Regions from separate parts of the Mus musculus genome. Here regions 2, 3, 4, 5, 6 and 7 are each linked to region 1. A link is a contact called in public HiChIP or PLAC-seq and promoter capture Hi-C data. All regions are on one chromosome and are shown on one strand. Each heading gives the region's core, a stretch centred on a gene start, on an enhancer-like site or on the middle of the called end of the contact. The rest is flanking DNA. Distances are from core to core; before and after follow the strand shown. Region 1 holds the start of Rassf2 (Ras association (RalGDS/AF-6) domain family member 2). Region 2 holds the start of Crls1 (cardiolipin synthase 1). Region 3 holds the start of Lrrn4 (leucine rich repeat neuronal 4). Region 4 holds the start of Shld1 (shieldin complex subunit 1). Region 5 holds the start of Mavs (mitochondrial antiviral signaling protein). Region 6 holds the start of Mcm8 (minichromosome maintenance 8 homologous recombination repair factor). Region 7 holds the start of Pank2 (pantothenate kinase 2).

Evidence for each region. Promoter capture Hi-C pulls out the DNA fragments that hold promoters and counts their contacts. HiChIP or PLAC-seq counts read pairs in DNA pulled down with a chosen protein or histone mark.
Region 2: a contact with region 1 is called in a promoter capture Hi-C map of pre-B cells, with 2.3 times the contacts expected there. The contact joins the promoter of Crls1 here to the promoter of Rassf2 in region 1. A contact is called at or near these places in 2 of 39 promoter capture datasets (the HPC-7 cell line and pre-B cells), 1 of 115 datasets of contacts at active chromatin or transcription factors (microglia) and 2 of 9 other capture datasets (embryonic stem cells and liver).
Region 3: a promoter capture Hi-C map of pre-B cells shows a contact between it and region 1, with 2.9 times the contacts expected there. The contact joins the promoter of Lrrn4 here to the promoter of Rassf2 in region 1. A contact is called at or near these places in 1 of 39 promoter capture datasets (pre-B cells) and 1 of 484 Hi-C or Micro-C datasets (embryonic stem cells).
Region 4: a contact with region 1 is called in a promoter capture Hi-C map of pre-B cells, with 3 times the contacts expected there. The contact joins the promoter of Shld1 here to the promoter of Rassf2 in region 1. A contact is called at or near these places in 1 of 39 promoter capture datasets (pre-B cells), 1 of 484 Hi-C or Micro-C datasets (CD4 T cells) and 1 of 115 datasets of contacts at active chromatin or transcription factors (memory CD8 T cells).
Region 5: a promoter capture Hi-C map of hippocampal neurons shows a contact between it and region 1, with 3 times the contacts expected there. The contact joins the promoter of Mavs here to the promoter of Rassf2 in region 1. A contact is called at or near these places in 1 of 39 promoter capture datasets (hippocampal neurons) and 1 of 115 datasets of contacts at active chromatin or transcription factors (bone marrow-derived macrophages).
Region 6: a promoter capture Hi-C map of pre-B cells shows a contact between it and region 1, with 2.5 times the contacts expected there. The contact joins the promoter of Mcm8 here to the promoter of Rassf2 in region 1. A contact is called at or near these places in 1 of 39 promoter capture datasets (pre-B cells), 1 of 484 Hi-C or Micro-C datasets (pre-B cells), 1 of 115 datasets of contacts at active chromatin or transcription factors (extraembryonic endoderm stem cells) and 1 of 9 other capture datasets (liver).
Region 7: an H3K27ac HiChIP or PLAC-seq map of bone marrow-derived dendritic cells shows a contact between it and region 1, with 2.6 times the contacts expected there. The contact joins the promoter of Pank2 here to the promoter of Rassf2 in region 1. A contact is called at or near these places in 3 of 39 promoter capture datasets (hippocampal neurons, liver and pre-B cells) and 3 of 115 datasets of contacts at active chromatin or transcription factors (bone marrow-derived dendritic cells, memory CD8 T cells and stem cell-derived neural progenitor cells).

The regions. Positions count from the first base shown.
Region 1 is chr2:132,028,617-132,031,316 of GRCm38.p6, reverse strand. Rassf2 (Ras association (RalGDS/AF-6) domain family member 2) reads left to right here and starts at 1,329. Exons shown (of 11, transcript NM_175445.4): 1 at 1,329-1,566. Gm31179 (a long non-coding RNA gene) reads right to left here and starts at 866. Exons shown (of 3, transcript XR_374996.3): 1 at 266-866.
Region 2 is chr2:132,845,367-132,848,066 of GRCm38.p6, reverse strand. Crls1 (cardiolipin synthase 1) reads right to left here and starts at 1,401. Exons shown (of 7, transcript NM_001024385.1): 1 at 942-1,401. The coding sequence starts at 1,250.
Region 3 is chr2:132,879,576-132,882,275 of GRCm38.p6, reverse strand. It overlaps Lrrn4 (leucine rich repeat neuronal 4), which reads left to right and starts at 1,414. Exons shown (of 5, transcript NM_177303.4): 1 at 1,414-1,482; 2 at 2,361-2,700. The coding sequence starts at 2,381.
Region 4 is chr2:132,685,618-132,688,317 of GRCm38.p6, reverse strand. It overlaps Shld1 (shieldin complex subunit 1), which reads right to left and starts at 1,387. Exons shown (of 3, transcript NM_001358260.1): 1 at 1,337-1,387.
Region 5 is chr2:131,232,715-131,235,414 of GRCm38.p6, reverse strand. It overlaps Mavs (mitochondrial antiviral signaling protein), which reads right to left and starts at 1,352. Exons shown (of 7, transcript NM_001206385.1): 1 at 1,288-1,352.
Region 6 is chr2:132,814,835-132,817,534 of GRCm38.p6, reverse strand. Mcm8 (minichromosome maintenance 8 homologous recombination repair factor) reads right to left here and starts at 1,394. Exons shown (of 19, transcript NM_001291054.1): 1 at 1,070-1,394; 2 at 290-461. The coding sequence starts at 437. It overlaps Trmt6 (tRNA methyltransferase 6), which reads left to right and starts at 1,481. Exons shown (of 11, transcript NM_175113.3): 1 at 1,481-1,731. The coding sequence starts at 1,601.
Region 7 is chr2:131,261,237-131,263,936 of GRCm38.p6, reverse strand. Pank2 (pantothenate kinase 2) reads right to left here and starts at 1,437. Exons shown (of 7, transcript NM_153501.2): 1 at 1,122-1,437. The coding sequence starts at 1,368.

The DNA of each region.
Region 1 (2,700 bases), core at 80-2,579:
AACGCGAGCCAGGGGAGCCAGGGAGCGGCTCTCCTGAGAGGCTGGGCTAGAACTGAAGAATTCTAGCAGCATCTCACAGACTTCTTCAATAGCAAAACCAGAGCCCTGCTGTTAGGAGTCATGGCTGCCCTTTGTCCTGTTTCTGAGGTCACGGAAGGCCAGGTTAGAAGAGAAGAAAGATTCCCTTGGAGAAGGTTTCCTGGAGAGTTCCTCAGCTCACCCTGCAAATCTAGCTTGAGAAAGGCTGCGAAGGAAAGCAGCTTACCTGAAACACAGTAATGGCTCCAGTGAAAGAAATTAATGGACCCGGTTTGTGTTTATAGCTCAAGGGGAAAGAACTAGATGCATTTATCTCCCTAACACCCCCCTCCCCTTTCACAGTAGAAAAAGCCGATCAGTAGCCTTCTTGTTCAGTGTTGTGGGACATTTCCAGCACCACCCCGCAGCTGCGCTTTGGCCTCCGCACATTTGAGGCTGGCTGGTCTGGGAACGGATAGCCGTTTATAACATTGTTTCTATGGGAGACACATTCCAAGATCCAAACAATGAGTTTAAAAGAGAATATCTGGCTTCCAGGCAGATGGGATGCACTTTGGAGGCTTGGCTGCCCTTTCTTTAACCGTTAGATTCCCTTCCCCTTTGGTTTGGGGACCAACTGCAAGGTCGGGCATATGTAAACGAAGAATTATGGTTAGAGGGTATAGAATCCGTAGCTGGGTGCTCCCTCCTATACACTAGAGTTCCTCGGAGGTCTAAGGATGGAGAGGAGGAGGAGGTGAGGAATGGACAAAGAAACTTGACTTCCTTCACATTGCCGTCACGTCTGCCGGCCTGCCGAGTCGAAGGGGCCCACTTAGCCCTTTGGCAACTCAAACCCTTTTGGGAACAAACCCGGGTGTTAGAAAGAACCACCACCCAACTCCACCAACTGCACATCCTCTGCTAGGAAATCTGCATTCTCTAGGCGGGCTGCTCCCTGGGAGTGACTGTCACAGAGCCAGGCGAACTGAAGAGCTTGGGCTAAATCTCGGCGTGGCTTGGAGAGGGCAGGCGCGATGGGGTGAGAGGCAGCACCTTATTCCCTCCACCCACGCTCTCCGCCTCCTCCTCCTCATGCACTCTGGCCTGCTGAGAAGAAACGCTGGCAGCCCGCGCGAGGTGGGGTGGGGGTACGCGGGGAGGGGGGGGGTAGAGATGAAGGGAGGAGGCGACGCGAAGCCACAGCATTGTCTGTCTTGAAGGGAGGGGAGAAGCTCCGCCCCCTAGAGGGGAGGGAGGGGGAGAAGGGAAAGAAAGGCAAGAGAAGAGGGGTGGGGAGAGAACTGCAGGGTGGCGGGTGGGTTGGTCAAGGATCGGCAGATAAAGGCAGAGCTCGGGGAGGCGGGGCGGAGGGGCCAGGTGGGCGGGGCGCCCGCCCTCAACCGCACTGTCGCCGCCCAGGCCGGCCCAAGCGAGCGGGTCCCGCGGATCACTGGCCAAGCACGCTGGAGCACCCCCACCCCCGCAGCGGCGCCCCCACTTTCCAACCCCTGCGGCGAGAGCGGATGCAGATGGTCCGGGAGACAGGCAAGACACAGGGCGCGGGGCTCGAAGAGCCGGGTACTGGCACAGGATGCGGGCGCAAGGTGCTGGTGGTCCTCTTTCCCTCTACCCAGCTCAAAGTTTTCCCTCAGTGGCCCGTGGCCAGCCTGGTCCGGTCCCTGACTCTTCCCTGTCCCCTTTTGCCACCCAAGCCACAAGGTGGGCTTAGATATGCGGGCTGCCCCAGAAGCAGCGCAGGCGGGCGCCCCAGCCCACTCCTTTTCCCCGGGTAGAAAGTTGTGGCCTGGAGCTCATGCTGCGGCTCTGACCCCTTAAGATCTTTTCTGAGGTCGACACTAAGTGCAGTGGCAGGAAATTGCCCCCATCCCCAGAGCAGGGTGTCCCCGAACTCCCTGGAGAGGTGAAGCGAGATAGCAGGTGCAGGCCTGTAGAGCTTAGGGGAGGGTCGGACTGTTGTGCGCACTCTGGCTCCCCGGGCGGGGACCACATCTCCAACCCGCGGCGAACCCAGTTCCCTTTGGGTTTCAGAGTTTAAGAGCGCGCGGTGCTCGGCGCACTTCCCCCTCCCGGGTTTCTTGTCCCTTCCGGAGCTTGTGCCTGAGGTCGCTGGAGACCGAGCTAGGCAGGTGCTTTCAAAAGACGGCCTGGCCACTCGTGTATTAGAGCGCTTACTCTGCACCCAGCTTTATCTCCGAGTGCGCCCTGGGAGGCAGCAGAATGGTGGAGTCCCGACAGGGGCAGATTTGGAACAGCCACTGGACAGATAGCCACTGTGCTTCAGTGGCAAGCTCAGCACGAGGCTTCTCAATGCTGCGCGCGCTTTAGTCCCAAGAGTCTGGAAAACCAGGGCATTAGAAACGATTCTTCCTGAGAGCAGAGGCCAGGGGTTACGGTAAGCAAGTGGAGGATTCCTGTAAGAGGAAGCGGTGGACAAATGACAATTTGTCAGAGCCGGCTCTGTCCCTGCGGTAAATGGCCCTGGGACAGTGGGAAGAAAAAAATTAGGGTCACGGTTCTCAAAAGATAGCCGGCAGATTCAGCCAGGGGATATCTTTGAAGAGCACGTAAATGAGGAACCTGAGGTTGATTTGCCATACTTTCAATCCACGTTTATTAAGTGGAAGCTTTTCCTACAGGTGGTCTGGGGGTTAAAGAAAC
Region 2 (2,700 bases), core at 152-2,651, 820 kb before region 1:
AATCTCATGAGTTCGAGGCCAGCGGATCAAGTTCCAGGACAGCCAGGGCTGTTACACAGAGAAGAGCTGTCTCGAAAAACAAAACCCTACAAAAAGCTCATTAATATCTAGTTATTACATTTGGACATTTGTGAAAGTCGACAAAGCTTAATCTCAAATTACCCAACCAGATAACCTGTGGCATACTCGGCCAACTGTGCTGGGAAGGGCTTCAGCCAGGTTGAGGGCAACTTCAAAGCATCCGGCGGCGTTCAATCTCCAAGAGTTTTAAAGCTAGGCCTGAAGCTGTGACCCCTGCCGGGGTGTGGCCACCTCAGCCCATGCTGTGTAACTGAGGAGAGCAGGGCAGTACAGTGGCCGCTGAAGACCTAACAATTGAAGATGTAATAATTGCATGGACTTGCTAACATGACATCAAAAGCTGGGCCACACTCATGCTCTGGTGTCACCTGCTTGGGAAGTTATCTTACCAGGCAAGGTGAACAAATCCTTCTGTTACGTCAAGAATAGTCTGAAGCTTTCTATAATACAAAGTTGAAAGATCTTTTCATTACAACCTAAGCCAGATAATTATCCTCCGTGATACTGCTAAAGACCAAAGGATGATGTAATCTGCACAAACGGACAGAAGGGCCGTTCTTATGGTTCCGCCGAACTTAACCCTGAAGATTCACTTCAAAAAATTAAAAACAGATTAACTAGACGAGCGATGGTTGTTTTTACCTATGCAACGTGTAGACACACCTCCCAGCAACGGGTGTGCACACAAGGGGATTACAGTGGGTTTCAACTTGGCCAGAGACTGTACCCGGCGGGGGACCCCTGAAGTTCACCAAGATCGAACGCCCTGGCTGCCCGTAACTTCCCAGAACACCGGGTGAGTGTCGCGACAGAGCGCCGAGCCCGTCACCTGCGTCCCGCCGACCCTCCCTCGCACGTACCGAGCTGGCGGCGCTCGCCGGGACCCATCGGGCGCTGGGGGCCTGCGCGGCGGCACCTCCTCCTCCGGCGGCGGGCTCCGGGGCTGCCTTCCCCGCGCCCGAGCAGTGGGTCCGCGGGCCGGCGCCGGGCAGCCGCAAGGCGAACGCGGCCGGCCGCAGCCGCCAGCGCTCAGCCAGGCAGCCGAGGCAGCAGGCCGCGGGCGGCAGCAGGGCCCTGCGGGAGCCGCCCCTGCCGAGCCGCGCCCCCGGAGGCCGGAGGGCCACGCGAAGAGGGCCCCACGCGCCGCGCGCCACGCGCCAAGCCAACATGGCCGTGTGGCCTCCACGGAGTCCAAGAGTCGAGAACTCAGACGCCCCTGGCACCGGCTGCCAGCTTCTCTAGAGAAGTCGAGCGGTGCCGAGGCCGTATGGACAGCTCCATACTAATTTCTACACTCTGGCACTTTCCGCTTATACAGGTGGCCTGAACCGCCAAGGGAGTCAGCTTTCACGACGTTTTCACGACACCCAGCCGCTCTGCTCACCGGCGCCCCCGCGCGGCAGCGGCGAGCACGAACAGCTAAGGCCCGCAGGTTAGGAAGACCTGACTAGTGAGTAGAGCCGCTAGTGCCTGCAGGCTAAGAAGAATGACAGGTAGGGAAGACCAAGAGCGAGTGCCACGTGGCCACAGGAAGCCACTTATATCAGGCCTGCCTGATGCCAAGTGGCCCGCTGGTGTGCATGGCTCTGTATTATCACTGGAGATGTAAAGCATTAGTGTTGGCATCAAAGTAGTTAAGTACCTACTCTGCTTCCTTAGCACTAAATGCATATGAATAGAGCAAAGGGAAATGTCAATAATAGCAATCACTAATTGTTTACTTGGGAAGTGCTTACTGTATGCGTTATAGTGTCATTATTTATCCTCTCAACAACTCTAACATGCCTTCTGTATTTGCCTTTACTTTTACAGGTACAGAAGCCCGTGGACAGGAGAAACCTGCTTATTCTAAGTCTGAATTAGAAACAAATCAGTTCACTGTTATAACCTTACCTAACCTACCATTTTGTTATAGATTTGAGCTTGAACCCAGGGCCTTGAATCCAGGTCGGGCAAGAACCAAACCAGTGAAAGGTCACCACGTGGTGATGTCTTGCAGTCTTTCCACTGTTCTTCAGCCCAGTCTGTGATGGCACACACTCACCTGGAAGTTGTTCGTAAAGCCCACATCACATTTGACGATTGTAGTCTTTTTTTTTTTTTTTTCCAAGACAGGGTTTCTTTGTGTAGCTCTGGCTGTCCTGGAACTCACTCTGTAGACCAGGCTGGCCTCGAACTCAGAAATCCGCCTGCCTCTGCCTCCCGAATGCTGGGATTAAAGGCGTGCACCACCACGCCCGGCTAAGGATTGTAGTCTTAAGGAGCTTTTTATCAAGATCATCTTTATTTTGTTTTGGTTTTTGCGAGAGGCCTAGACTTTTCTTTTTAATTAAAAAAGGAAGAAAGAAAAATGAAGAAAAGGAAAGAAGAGGAAAAGAGAAGAAAAATCTAAGCAGTGGTATGAAACAAAGAGAAAAAGAAGTAAAAAGATAAATCCAGGTGGCCGTGGTGCATGCCTTTAATCCCAGCACTTGGGAGGCAGAGGCTGATAGATATCTGTAAATTCCAGGTCAGCAAGGGCTACACAGAGAAAATCTGTCTCGAAAACAAAAACAAAGTCAGTTTCTGTTCATAATTAGAGTTACATCCCCTTGTATATAGTCTTAGCCTTAGTCATCC
Region 3 (2,700 bases), core at 165-2,664, 850 kb before region 1:
AAGAGAAAGGACTGCAACAGAGTTCTTCGGTGTCCCTGAAAAGCTCCCAAGTGCCATACAGTGGCACTTCCTCATCCTACTATGCCCAAGAAGTCAGCTCATAGACAAAAGGAGACTTTCTAAATATTTTAGTGTCTTAAGTGATATGGATTTATCTGAGTAGCTAAGAACGGTTATCTTACGAGGAAATACACTGGGTCCACTGAGAGCAACAGAACACCTTTTGGTTCAGAATACCCAGATGGCTCACCCATCATCTGCTCCAGAGCCCAGTCAACTCGGGACTTTGGTTTCCTTATCATGGGATTGTGGGCAGTACCTTGAGAAGATTCGATGAGAGAATGCTTATGAACCTGGGATCTAGCAGTGACCCTGACTAAGACAACGTCTTTTCCTCCTTGTGGTCTATCTAAACAGGGTACTTATATTTTAATGGGTTCTGGTCCTTCTTATCTGGTGTCTCCAACTGAAATCAGCTACCCATGCTGACTTCAGTGGAGGCAATGGCTTGACCAGGATGAACAGAGCATATTTAATATTGAGAGAAGTCTGAGGCTTTGATTCTTGGGTATGCAACTCTGTCCAAAGCATTGAGGATTTCATGGCTGGGCCACAGGAGCCAGTCTCCATCCCCTTCCCTTTTCCATCTTTTCCTGGTCTTCTACACCTCCCTCTCACCCATCCCTCCCTCCCTGATCAACCAGTGGTGTCGGGTTTCTACCACCAGGGCCAGGACCCAGACCTCCTGGCCGCTTCCCTACAGAGAGCACTGAGCAGACTCCCCTTAACCTGGCTCAGGCCGAGGAATGCTTCTAACCAGGTCTCAGCCAGCCTAGACCGAAACACTTATCTTTGAGACACTGCATAAAGAGGACATCAAATGAAACCACCAGGGACTAGTAATCTCATCAGACCAGTTTGAAAGGTTCCTGGGACTTCTCAGAGATGCCCAAAGATAAGCGCTGACAGGGGGAAAAACTGGAGGCTCTGGTCCCAGGGTCTATATACAAAGAACTGAGGACAATAGCCCAGCATGCTCCCAGTCGTCCTGGTGGGCCTGGGATGGCTGGAATCACCTAGAAGGGAGACTAAGATTCCTGTGAGGTGAGCGTGCTGCTTTACTGAGTACTGCTCTTCCTGCTGGCTTCTTTTCTCAAGCTTGGGAGAAGTTTAGCAAAGAAAGAGGACGGGGAGGAGTGGGGGTGGGGCTGGAGCTGGGAATGCCAGGTCTATGGAAAGAGAGGCCTGAGGCGAGAGGGAGGAAGGGGGATAGAAAACAACAGAATTCTTGGTGGGGAAGGAGGGGCTTCGGGGCAGGAGTGTCTCAAGCTCCTCCTGGATGGAGCTGGAGGAGGGGCAGCCGGGAACCTGGCTTCTTCCCTCTGACATTCAGAGCTGACCCGGGAGGTCACTGGTTCCTACAGTATTCCAAAGACTGAGGACCTAAAAGGGCGCGCCACATCCCACTGGGACAGCTGCCTGGTAAGTATGGCATACTACAGGATACATTAGCACCTGGCTCCAATTCCCAGCAACGTTCTCATCACTTTAACTCCCTACTAAGAGGGGAGCCTTGCCCTAGGAGCCTTAATGGTGGCTCACTGTTCATATCAGTGTTCAGCAGGGAGCCAGGGTGGGAATCTGCAGTAATGTGGGCTATCAGACAGTGACTTCCTGCCCTGCACAGCTAACAGGGCTGGGCAATCAATCCCTCCTGCAAAGGGCTGACACCCAGTGCTGGCTTCTGTTAGAACCTATCTGGGACCAGGATCCCAAATCTTGCGGGTGTCTAGGGCTCCTATCTTCTTCTGAAGGCAACCCTGAGCTTCTCTTAAGAAAGAGACACCAGAAGTGGCAGGACCCTTGTATTATGAAAAGTTAGCCAGATGATGGTTTCTAGGTACAACTAAATCTTCCTTGAGTCCATACTTTTAATCTCAGCAGAGGTTTAGTCTGGATGTGTTCACGGTTAGAACGAAGCTGCTTAACCTGGGGTGGGGGAAGTGGGGGGGGGGGTGTTACAGAGGAAGAGAAAACAACCTTCTCTCGAAAACTCAGAGAAGGAGCACACGGAAGCATGAGGGCGGGGGTCTTGGAAGAGTCAGGCCAGGCATGGAAAAGACAGGGAAGACTCCTGCTGGAAAAGCAAGGACAAGCAGGTGTGTGATGGATCTTGCACCAGAGATGAGGAAAACGCTCGTCTCCACCTGCTCACTGACAGAAACGAGGTGGGGGTGGGGACGAGGGTGAGGGTGGGGATGAGGGTGGGGGTTACTTCCTCCCCGGACACACACACACACTACAGGAACTTTGTGTGCCTTTCGTTCGGGGCTTCCTCTGAAACCATGGGCCCTCTGTAGTCTTTCCCTAGAGACTTGACATGCGGTGGACGCTGATGCTGCAGCTGCTGCAGCTCCTGCTACAACTGCTGATGGCGCAGAGCCAGAGCCTGGAAAGGATCTCCCAGGACCGGATCCCCCTCTTCCGACTCACTCAGCAGGGAGACTGGGACAGCCTCGACCGCCACCCTACCGACTCTCTCTGTGTAGGACTCCCCGCCGCGGGAGTCACCACTCTGAACTTGGCGAACCGCAGCCTGGAGAGCCTGCCTAGCTGCCTGCCGCGCACGCTGCGCAGCCTCGATGGCAGCCACAACCTGCTGCGCGCCCTTAGCGAGCCTGTGCTCGGCCGCCTGCCCGA
Region 4 (2,700 bases), core at 138-2,637, 660 kb before region 1:
GTGATACAACCTCAAAAGAAAAATTAAGAACCTTTTCCATTTGTAAGGGCACAGAAATGAAACACGGCTGTATTAAATATGCACAAGATGTTAAATATGCACTAAAGAAATGGAAGACCTTCCTTGTTCGTGCACCAGAAGCCAGTATCTTAAGATGGTGCTATTCGCAGGGGTGGTGGCCCATGCCTTTAGTTCTAGCAGACATAAGCCCAGCTCTGTATGTTTAGAGCCCACTGAACTACATAGTGAGTTCCTGGCCAGCCAGAGCTACATAGTGAGACCCTGTCCTAAAAATAAACTAAAATAAAACATAACAAAATAAAAAATAAAATATGATGTTACTAATGCCCAAACTATCCCTACAAAACAAAACAAATAGTGCAAGTCAGATGTGATGGAGATCCTGGAATGAAGACAAGAATATTGACACAAAGACATAGAAGTGAAAGAGAAAGGTAAGTCCCAAAGTAGAATCACACTGATGGGCAATTGATGGAGAAATTCAGAAAACAGACAGGAAGGTCCTTTTCAACATAAAAATAAGAATATGCAATACGATTCCATAAAGATAGGCATTGTTAAGTCATCCATGGAATGCAATTCTCTCAAGTCCCCAAAACAAGCTTTGCAAATCCCTGCCCCAAGAATCTAGCCACATACTTTTTTGATTCCGTTTATATACAATGCAAATTAAACAACCCTAGAGACAGACAGCACTCTGGTCATAGCCCAGGACTGGGGTAGGGGCAAGTGGTGGGCGGAGCGAAGCTCTCTGGTTCTGGACTGTGTTCCTCAATAAATAGTTTTCCTTGGCGTGATGAGAACAGTCCAGGGTTATCACAAGTGCACAATTAGGCTAACGTACAAAACAGACTGTAGTTTACACTTTTGATTTTTATGGAAACATCAAGTTACTAATACTGCTGTTTAAAATTATAATAGACCCCTGGTAGCCCACGCCTTTAATGCCAGCATAGGAAGGAGGATCTATTTGTAAGTTCGAGGCCAGCCTGATCGACATAGTGAATTCCAGGACAACCATAGCTATGTAGAGAGACTATATATATATGCAAACCAAAACCATAAAAGCCTTAACAAAACCAAAATAAATAATTGACTGGAACTAATCCTGATCTCTACTAATTCCAGAGCGAGGTAAAAAGAGCGCAGTGGGCGGAGCTTGGAGCGGAGGGGCGGGGCGGGGCAGGTGCCAGGGAAACCGGCGGAATAAACCATCCGCTCCTCCCCCTCCCTCCTCGCTTCCCCGCTCCCTTCCCACCGCCCTCCAGAACGGCAGAAAAACCGGCAGAGGTTCTCAGAGCCCCGTGTCACTCACCGGCTGACCGCAAGAGCCCGGAACCGGAAGCGCTGGCTCCATCTTTGTTATGGGAAAAGCAGAGTTTAAAAGGAAGTTGTTGAACCCGTCTTTGCTGAGGCGAGAAAAGGTCAAGGCAAGTCAGCTGCGGCCATCTTAACTGAGGGCATTTGCCTGAACTCCTGCAGCAGGACGGTCATCTGGGATATTTAGTTGCTCTAAGTGTCCTTGTCCGACTCCAAAGAAACTGGGAAACTGTTAACATGCAAAGTCTCTTAAAAAGGACATAAGACGAAAACTGGCCTTGGAAGTACAGTCTGAACCCGAGGCCTTGGGAGGACGTTGTGAGGCAAGACGATCAGGAGCTTTAGGCTAGCAAAATTCTCTCAGACAGCATTAAGAATAATTTAATATTGTTACATGGATTCTATTCGGGCTAAAATTTCAGGACCACACAAAAGAACAAAAGGGTTGACTGTTGAAAGACAAAATTCGAGGGGCTGGGGATATGGCGTAGCATGTGAATCGGTGTCTGGAATTTGGTCCCAAATTCCACCCCTCTCAAGAAAGCACACAACCAGAACAAACTCAGCCTAGAGCTAGTGGAGAGTTCTAGAGCAGCATGGATCTGCTTATGGGGAGACGTCCCATATTTTCTTATGGGAGAAATGGAAAGAGAATGAAAAGCCCAAGTTCTAGGGTACTATCCTTATAGGTTTAAACAAAGGAGATTGTGTTGAGCAGAACTATGGAGAAAGCAAGCTTGTTTCAAGTTCATTTAAGTGGCACTTAGCACAAAAGATTCCATTCCAGTTTGGTTCTGTCCACTGGGCCTACTACTGTAAAAAGCTAGTCTAAAACAATTCTGTTTAATTGGACGGTTTTCTCCCCCACCATAGTCTTGAGGGGTCCAGTATATTTACAGCCCCTCCAGATCCCTACCTTTGGGTGAGACCCCACACATTAGGAGTCCTGCAAGTTAGAGGAATGTTTTCAAATTACTGCTTTAGGGGCTAGAGAGATGGTTTAGCAGTAAGGAACATGGGCTGCTCTTCCAGAGGACCTGGGTTCAGTTTCCAGTGTTTACATGACAGCTGACATCCTTTTCTAAACCCAGTTCCAGAGAACCCATTGTCCTTTTCTAACCTCCAAAGGCACCAGGCATACACACAGAAAATATTTTAAAATATTTAAGCGTTGTGCTTGAGCCAGTTGTGGTGATAAATGTCTTTAGAATCCACTGCTCAAGTGGCTGAAATAGGCTGTTCTCTGTGAACTCAAGGCCATCCTAGTCTAGTTATCTATTCCAGGCCAGCCATAGATAGATAGTAAAACGCTGTCTCAAATAAATAAATAAATAAATAAATAAATAAATAAATAAATAA
Region 5 (2,700 bases), core at 103-2,602, 800 kb after region 1:
GGAGATCAAGGAGATAAGATTGAGGTCTGTTGAGCCTTCAGGGGATGAAAAATGAGGCCTCTGTAGAGGCCAGCCTGATGAAACCCTTCCTCCCCCTTTCCCAGGTCACCTAGAAAGATGTGACGATGAGGGAGTCAAATTATTGGTTTTCTGCAGTCCAACCACAACTCTGAATGCAGCCTGGGGGCGGGGAGTGGCATGGAGCCCCACCAAAAGCAGAGGAAGCTCACAGTTATTCATTTCTCGAAGGTTCTCTGTTAACAGAGGCAGCCTGAGGTCCTTTTACTTATGTCCTTTAACACAATCACAAGAGAGGAAGTGATACCAAGCTACACGGCTGACCTGCAGTGTGGAATTTGTACCCAGACTTGTTGCCATGACCTAACAGCATAGAGGTCCCTGCAGCAGGAAAACCACAAAGCCCCTCTTTACACCAAGGTCACTGCCTGGGGATGTGACTATAGGGTGAGAAGATGCAGCATTTAGGCTCTTTGAAGACATAAAAGTCTCTCAGACACAACTGGCATCAATGCTGCCCTTACTGACATTCACCTGAGTTCTGAGATCGAGGCTGAATGCCCTTCAAGTTTTTGAAGCTTCCCGGTATCCAAAGAACATTGTTTTCTGCTTTCTTTTGATTTCATCCTTTTCCTCAAACTTCTTTCTTATATCAGACCCTTTCTTATAACAGAAAGGGAGGTGGCAAGAGTGTCCTGGACACAGCAAAGCTTCCGACCTGACTTCCACAGAGCTTCTGTCCGGGTCGTGGAAATAAATATCCACACTCCCGAGGGACAAGTCTCCTGGCCTCGGACTAGATTCCTGTCGGGACTCAGGTCTCCAAGTGCAGGGAGGCTGTTTTGAACAGATGTTATTGCCTGCAACTGCCCAGATCCAGGATCAGGCCGTAGCCCGGACTGGCAGGCCTACTCCCTGGCGCGGCTGCCACAGGTCGTTGCTCGTAGCCAGGCCTCGCTCGAGTCACCAGGGCCTGGGAGAAGCAGGGGGCACTCCGAGGTTCTTTCTGTCCAGCCTGGGCAAACTCTCGGCACCACCTACCTGCTTGCTAAAGGTGCTGGATGCGGATCAAGGAACTGCCGGGGTCGCGAATCCGTGTGTGGCCGACCTCATTCTCCCCTAGTTCAGGAGCCTCTCCGACCCCACGCGCCCAGGCCCAGGGCGCCCATGCGGACTCCCAGGCGTAACTGGCCCTAGCCAAGGTTCCCTCCCTGAAGGATCTCAGTGAACACAGAGTCCTGAGCACCGACGCCCAGGCTGCAAACTTACCAAGAGAAACCAGACTAGGCAACAGGTTGACCGCGTTCGACTGTGCAGAGCCCTCGCAGATGAAGGGGGCGGGACGAAGCCAGCCACGCAGCTATTGGTCAGGCGTGGGGAGGAGGGGCGGGATCGGAAGCGCAGTCATTGGCCTGGCAGAGCCAGACTGTGATAGAGTTGGAAGTACGGCTGTTGGCTGGGCTGGGGATGCCTGGGCGGAGCTGAGCTAGGCCGGTCGCAGGGCCAGTGGATGAGTCCTGATGTTCCGGAGCGGCTGGTCTAGCGGCTGGTGCCCCGCAGGCCTTGCTTGAGGTCTCTTCTGATTTCCTGCAGGTGCATTAGGGAGATTGTTTCTTCCTGCTTAGTCTAGAACACTTTTCAGGGGAAGTCCAGATACCCAGAAAACTGCAGTTCTTAGATTCCGTTCCATTCCTCAGGCAAAGCAGATCTTCTAGCCAAGTACTGGAGGAGAGAGGGTCTTCATGTGATCTGCTCCTATGTCTCCAGTGCTCCATAAACGTAGTGTCGCACAAAATGTCATAGGGACATGAGTGCCTAGCCAGATGACACCAGCTGGGCTGGTAGGAACAGGATGCAGCAAAAGACTGCATCTATCTGGGGATATGCACCAAGCTACAACCGCTTATAGCTCCAACACCAGGGTAACCCGACTCCTCTGACCTCCACTGGCTTACAGAGACAAAGGAACGAAAGCTTTTCGCTTCCAGTCAATTCTTTCAACCAGAAGTAAAAAACGAACATAGTTAAAAAGAAATCAGTTACCTCAGCACGGCTAGATGGTAGAAATGTCTTATAACTCGATGTAGGTGGAGAGTACGCAGCTGGAGCACATGTAAAAATATATCAACTGGGGCTGGTGAGATGGCTCAGCAGGTAAGGGCACTTTTTGCCAAGCCAGAGATCTGAGTCTGACCACTGTAATCTGCATAATGGAAAGAGAACTAACTCCAAAAAGCATTGGCATTTATCACCCCTCCCATCATAAATATAAAACAGGAAAAAAGCTGAAAAATGCATCAATGACATACTTAATGCTATAATCTCCTATCTAATACAGTTTTAAAGACAAGCCTAAGGGAGCACTGAGGTTAGAGCTGCCACCATGCTGGAACTCTTTGAATGAAATTAGATTTTATTACTGTTTGTTTTAGTTAGGGTTCCCGTTGCTATGAAGAGACATCATGAGCATGGCAACTCTTAGAAAATTTAATTGGCATTTGCTTACAGTACAGAGGTTTAGTTCAATGTGGTCATGGCAGGAAGCAAGGTGAAGTAGGCACCATAGCAGGCAGACATGGTGCTGTAGAGGGGCGGAGAGTTCTGCCTCTGCATCCTCAGGCAGCAAGAAGGAAGAGCAAGTCACTGAGCCTAGGTGGAGCTTCTGAATTTCTTCAACAAGGC
Region 6 (2,700 bases), core at 145-2,644, 790 kb before region 1:
CTACTAGGCATTATTATTAATAGGCATTATCATTATTTCCATTCCTTGTATTTTTTTTTTCTTTTTACATTATGTTGCCTGTGCACACTAGTAGGCCCACACATGCCATAGTGCATATGTGGAGGTCAGAGGGCAGCTTATGGAGTCAGTTTTCTCCTTCCACCATGTAGGTTCCAGGGACCTGAGGGTCCTCACTTGGCAGCAGTCCCCCTTACCTACTCTGGCATCTACCGGCCCTTGAATTGTCTCTTTCCCGAGAGAAAACATATCGATCCCTGCGTGCACGTACCAGAAGCGTGCTTTCCTGAAGCTTCATTCAGGTCAACTCTGTTTTCTCTTTCTCTCCACCTTCCTGAGAAGTTCCCACCACCTCTTCCTCTTTTCCAGCTTTGGAATCTTCCTCGTCCAAAACCTCTGCCTCTATAAGCACCACTCATGTCTTCCACAAGTCAAGAGCACTCCTAAAAAATGTATTAACATAGTAAGGGGGGGATTAATGTACTGTGTTTAAGACCAGCACTTAGGCTTGCAAAGTTCCATGCTGCAGTATAAACCTTATGTGTTGTATAGTTAATTCTTTTAATCTCCATCATGATTAAGGTACACCATAGACATTTATTCAATACCAGTTTTCAACAAACCACCAAGAGAGAAATCAAGGAGTTAACTTGAACCGGTTTTCTGTGTGGAACTAATATTGGGCAGTATTGGCTGAAAATAATCCTCACCAGTACGATACTAGGGAAATAACATAGCCCAATCTTCGCTGTATTACTTTCTGTGGCAGGCTGTCCTAAAACTGTTCCAAAAGAAAGTAACTCCACTTAAAAATTCCTATCCCACAGATACAAACTATTGATAGATTCATACGCTGTGCTGTAATTCATTAGGAGAACCTGTTCTAACCCTAAGAGGTTTTAATAAATAAAAGATTCGCAAGTATGCAAACTAATAATAATCAAGGTTGCTTGTGATAGCCCTGTGATAAAAGCTCAAGTCTTCAGGATCCTCAGGATGAGACATTCCATCGCAACACTACGTTCCACATCGATCCAACAGGATAACATACTGAGAACGGTGGCGATTCCAACATCTACATAGGGAAGCAGCCTGAGAAAAGTCGTACGCAATCCCTGACTCCCCGTCTTCCTCGCGTCCTGCTTTCAGGAGCCCCGGAGCCTGCGACAGAGCCGTAAGCCGTATACACTCTCACGCAGGGCTCCGCGGACACTCCGTCTCCGGAGCCGCCCGGTGCCCGCGTCACTGCGCGCCAGAACGCCAGACGCAGGGCGGGGAAGGCCGAGCACAAGCCCAGAAGGCAAACTCGGACCTCGCTTGAAGTTCTTTTTTGGCGCGTCTATGACGCGCTTCTGCTTAAGGAAGCCACGCGACTAGGGGGCGGGATGAAGTGTAGCCAATCAAAGAGTTCAGAGAGACGGAAGTCGCCAGGCTTCCGGAAGCCGTCCCGAGGTCCGGACCGGAAAGCGGAAGCGGCGTGCAGCACGTGGGGGCGGTGCCGGCGGAGACGCAGGTCCCTCCTGGTCGTGCCGGGCTCCTAGCGGCTGGAGCAAAAACGGAGGTTGAAATTTACCTGGCTTCCATGGAGGCATCAGCTGCGGAGCAGCCGAGCTCACCGCCCCCGCCTCTCGGGGACCACTGCATCCATGACGGTGACTTCGTGGTGCTGAAGCGAGAAGATGTGTTCAAAGCAGTGCAAGTCCAGCGGAGAAAGTGAGTCTGGTTGCTGGCCTTGGGCAGCGCGCACCACCACCCGGATAATCACTCCCTCCTGTGCCCCATTCTTGGCTCTTTGAATCCCGCTCCCCAGCCCTTATTGCTACCACTCAGGTCTTCCTATCACTGAGGCCTTCCCACCGGGATCCTGCCGCATCCTTGGCTTACGGGTACAGTACTCGCCTCTACCTTTCATTCCCCAACTTTCTATTCTACCTTCTGCGCCAAATTCTCTTCCCAAGAATTCCATTCTTGATACTCCCACTCAGGAGGGTGCTTTCCCGAGGATTCTTGGGGGGCGGGGGAAGAGCCTCACTAGTCTTACAGAATTTATCCAACCTTTCACATTCGTATCTCTTATGTCTGACTCTCTTCCCAGCTCCCCACTTTCTTCATAAATCCAACTTCCTCAGTAAGAGAAAAGGGAGATAAGAAAGATCTCTTACACATAGTATGGCTTGCAGGTAGGCAGTCTTATTCTCTGGATCCCAGTGGGAAAAATCTGTCTACTGTAAGAAAAGAGAACTTACTACAAGGTACATGGCCAGCTTAAGCCCAGTATACATACTGGTGCTTGCTGATGGCCCGCTGAAGCAAACACTTTCCTGCCTCCCAAGTGGTGGGATTACAGGTTTGCTTCACCACACTCAGCTTGCTTCATGTTCTGATACAACCATTTGAATGTCCTTTTTATAATGTGTTTTGTTAGATGATCCTTTTTGTTACCAAGGAGACATACTGTATCTTTAGTTCTAAAAGGTACTCTTTTTGTTAATTAGTTTGTTTGATGGGCTACACAGAGAAATCCAGTCTCAAAAAAAAAAAAAAAAACCAACAAAAAAACGACCTAGTATTGTTTTAAGGTGTGTGTGTGTGTGTGTGTGTGTGTGTGTGTGTTTTTGTGGGCTTGAGTATGTGAATTCCTGTGCGCTCAGTGGCCAAATGCTTTGTATTTCCTGGAGTTGG
Region 7 (2,700 bases), core at 188-2,687, 770 kb after region 1:
ATCCCCAGGACTGGGCAAAGTTGTCCTCTGACCTACACCAATACAGACACACACGATAAATAAGTGTAATAAGGAAGTTATTTATCAAGCAAACGATTCTACAACAGGAACTCTTTGAAAATCCGTTTTCCTTTTTTCTTTTAGGACAGGGTCTTAAATTTCATATTCCTCTGCCTCCACCTCCCAAGTGGCTGGTATTATAAAATCTCTTACAAGTCGAGAAAAGAAAAAAAAAATATATACATATAGTGATATAAAGTACTAAACATACATACATACATACATCCTCCAAACCTTCCATGGCAAAACAGAGCTACATCCAATCGCTCAAATCATCGATAAAAGCAACTGGGGTGGGGGTGAGCAGGTAGGGCTGGGCGCGGACTATCCAACAGACCTCACACATCAAGCCACTTCCCGTAATTCTCATAGCCTGCCTGCACTCAGCATTTACCTTCCTCATACCGTAATCTGATATCCAGGTCTTAACCACATGTAAAACACAGACAGCTATGCTGAAAAGTTCCTATTACAGTATTAGGACAATTGACACTTTCAGCAGTAGTCGTGGATGCTAGACAACAGCCCTAAAGGCTTTAAAGGGGAGAAAACACACAAGACAAGAAACACAAATTGGTAATAAAATGAGAACCCGATTCTCTGAAAAGAGTAACTCCCTAGGCTTAAGAGTAACTGAGGAACAGGTCGACTCCCTTCCAAAGAAAAGGCTTTACTGCCCAGAATGCTATGGCTGAAACCGGAATTCCCGTGAACTAACGGAAGGGAAACGGGGGAAAACCTCTGGATGCGAGATGACCTGAATTCTCTCGGGAAGAAAACCGAGCAAAGCTTAGAAGCGTATCGAGCCCAGAGTCGAGTTTTGGGCCTGCTGCGCCTCAGGGGCATTTTCTAGCAACCTCCAAATTAATCACCATAGAAAAGGCTTCAGTTGTGAGCGCGATGGATGATTCAAAGGGACTTGGGAGAGGAGGAGCCTTCTCAAGAAAAAAAGAGGGAGTCTCAGGAAAAGAACACCCCAGGGGACAGGGAGGAAGTGGCGGGGAGCCCTCGCGCGGGCACCGCCGGCGCGCAAACAACGACGGCCGTGCCGGGGCACTTACGCGGCCGCCTCTTCCGGAGGCCTTCGGCGCGCGGGCGGCCGGCCGAGGTGGAGCCGCCTAGAGAGCCGGGCCGCTCCCGTCTCACACTCTCCGCCTCCCCGGACCCCGACGGCGCCGCGCTACTCGCCCGGCGCCTCAGCGGGTCCCGCCTCCGCGCTTCCGAGTCCGCAGACTCGCCGACCGCGGCTGAGGTGGCGGCAGCCCTGCCCTGGCGCTCCATAGGCGCGCCAAACCGGCCCGCTCCCATCCGCAACAGCCGCCGCTGCCGCCCGAGCCAGCCCCCCAGCGCCGCCTTGCCGCCTCCGCGCAGCCCGCTGGAGCGCAGGCGCACGCCGGCTGCCGCCTTTTCCGTTGCGCCAACGTGCAGCTAGCCAATCCGAGCTGGCTAGGGGCGGGTTCCAGAGGTCTTGTCCAATAGGCTCCCAGACTCCAGCCGAAGAGACCGCGCCACCATCCAACGACAGGCACTCTGGACGGATGAAGGCGGGGTCAGCGCAGGCTGGGAGCGATCGTGGAGGGGCCCAAAGGATTTGAGTGAGGGGCGCCCTCTCTTGTGCATCCGCGAGAGCGGTGGCCAAGCTGCTCCCCTATTCCCTAGAACTCCAGGGAGTCTACTATCTCTTCTCTGTTCACGAATCACTCCTTCCTCCCGCCCAATAGAGCCCCCGAAGCTACTGAGAAGTGTTAACAGAAGGAAGGACTCTGAGCTGCGACTAACCTTAGCCTTTGTCCCCGGGTCTGGTTCTATAGCTGCAGTAGGAGCCACACTACAGTCCACAAAGTACAAGCACCGTCTCTTCCTTTGTGCTATGACTTCATTCCCAGTACCAGAAGGAATGAAAAGACTGAGGTTTGTCTCCATGACAACTGGCGGGAGGAGGTGGATTCTAAATCCTTCACCTACTCCCCTTCCTGAAGAAGGCAGTATGAAGGCTTGGAAGTTAGGTTGGTTGGGGTTGTTGTTGTTGTTGGGGTTTTTGTTTGTTTGTTTTTCTTTAATGTGTTTGAGCATTTTTCATGCATGTATGTCTGTGACCCTGGTGTGTGCCTGATGGTCGCTGAGGGCAGAAGAAATCGAGGGATTTCCCCATATGGATCCCAGGAATCTAACCCAGACCTCTGCAAGAACAGCAAATGCTCTTAATCACTGAACCATAGCTCCAGACCCCTGGGTTTTTACAGAAGATGGATTTTTTTTTTAAATCGTTTGCCCTTCCCAAGTGCCCTAACCCTTGATATCCCACCCAGATATACCCCTGAAGCATTCCCTCAGTCCCTCAATTTTAAGTGACTGAGGCTTTCTCACAATTTCCTAAGTACCTTTCTTGGGAGGAGATAATGTCCCTTGAATAACAGCCCTCTTACCTTCTAACTTACTCCCTCACTAATAGTTCCGGCCTGAGCTTCTCTTGTGAATGCTGAAAAACACTCCCATACTTGCTCCAAACTAGTACCCCACAGTGTAGAATTAACTCTGGAAACCTTATTTCCTAACTTGAAATTCCAGCTTCCGCAGGAACACACACACACACACACACACACACACACACACACACACTGGATCTAACAAAAATCAGGA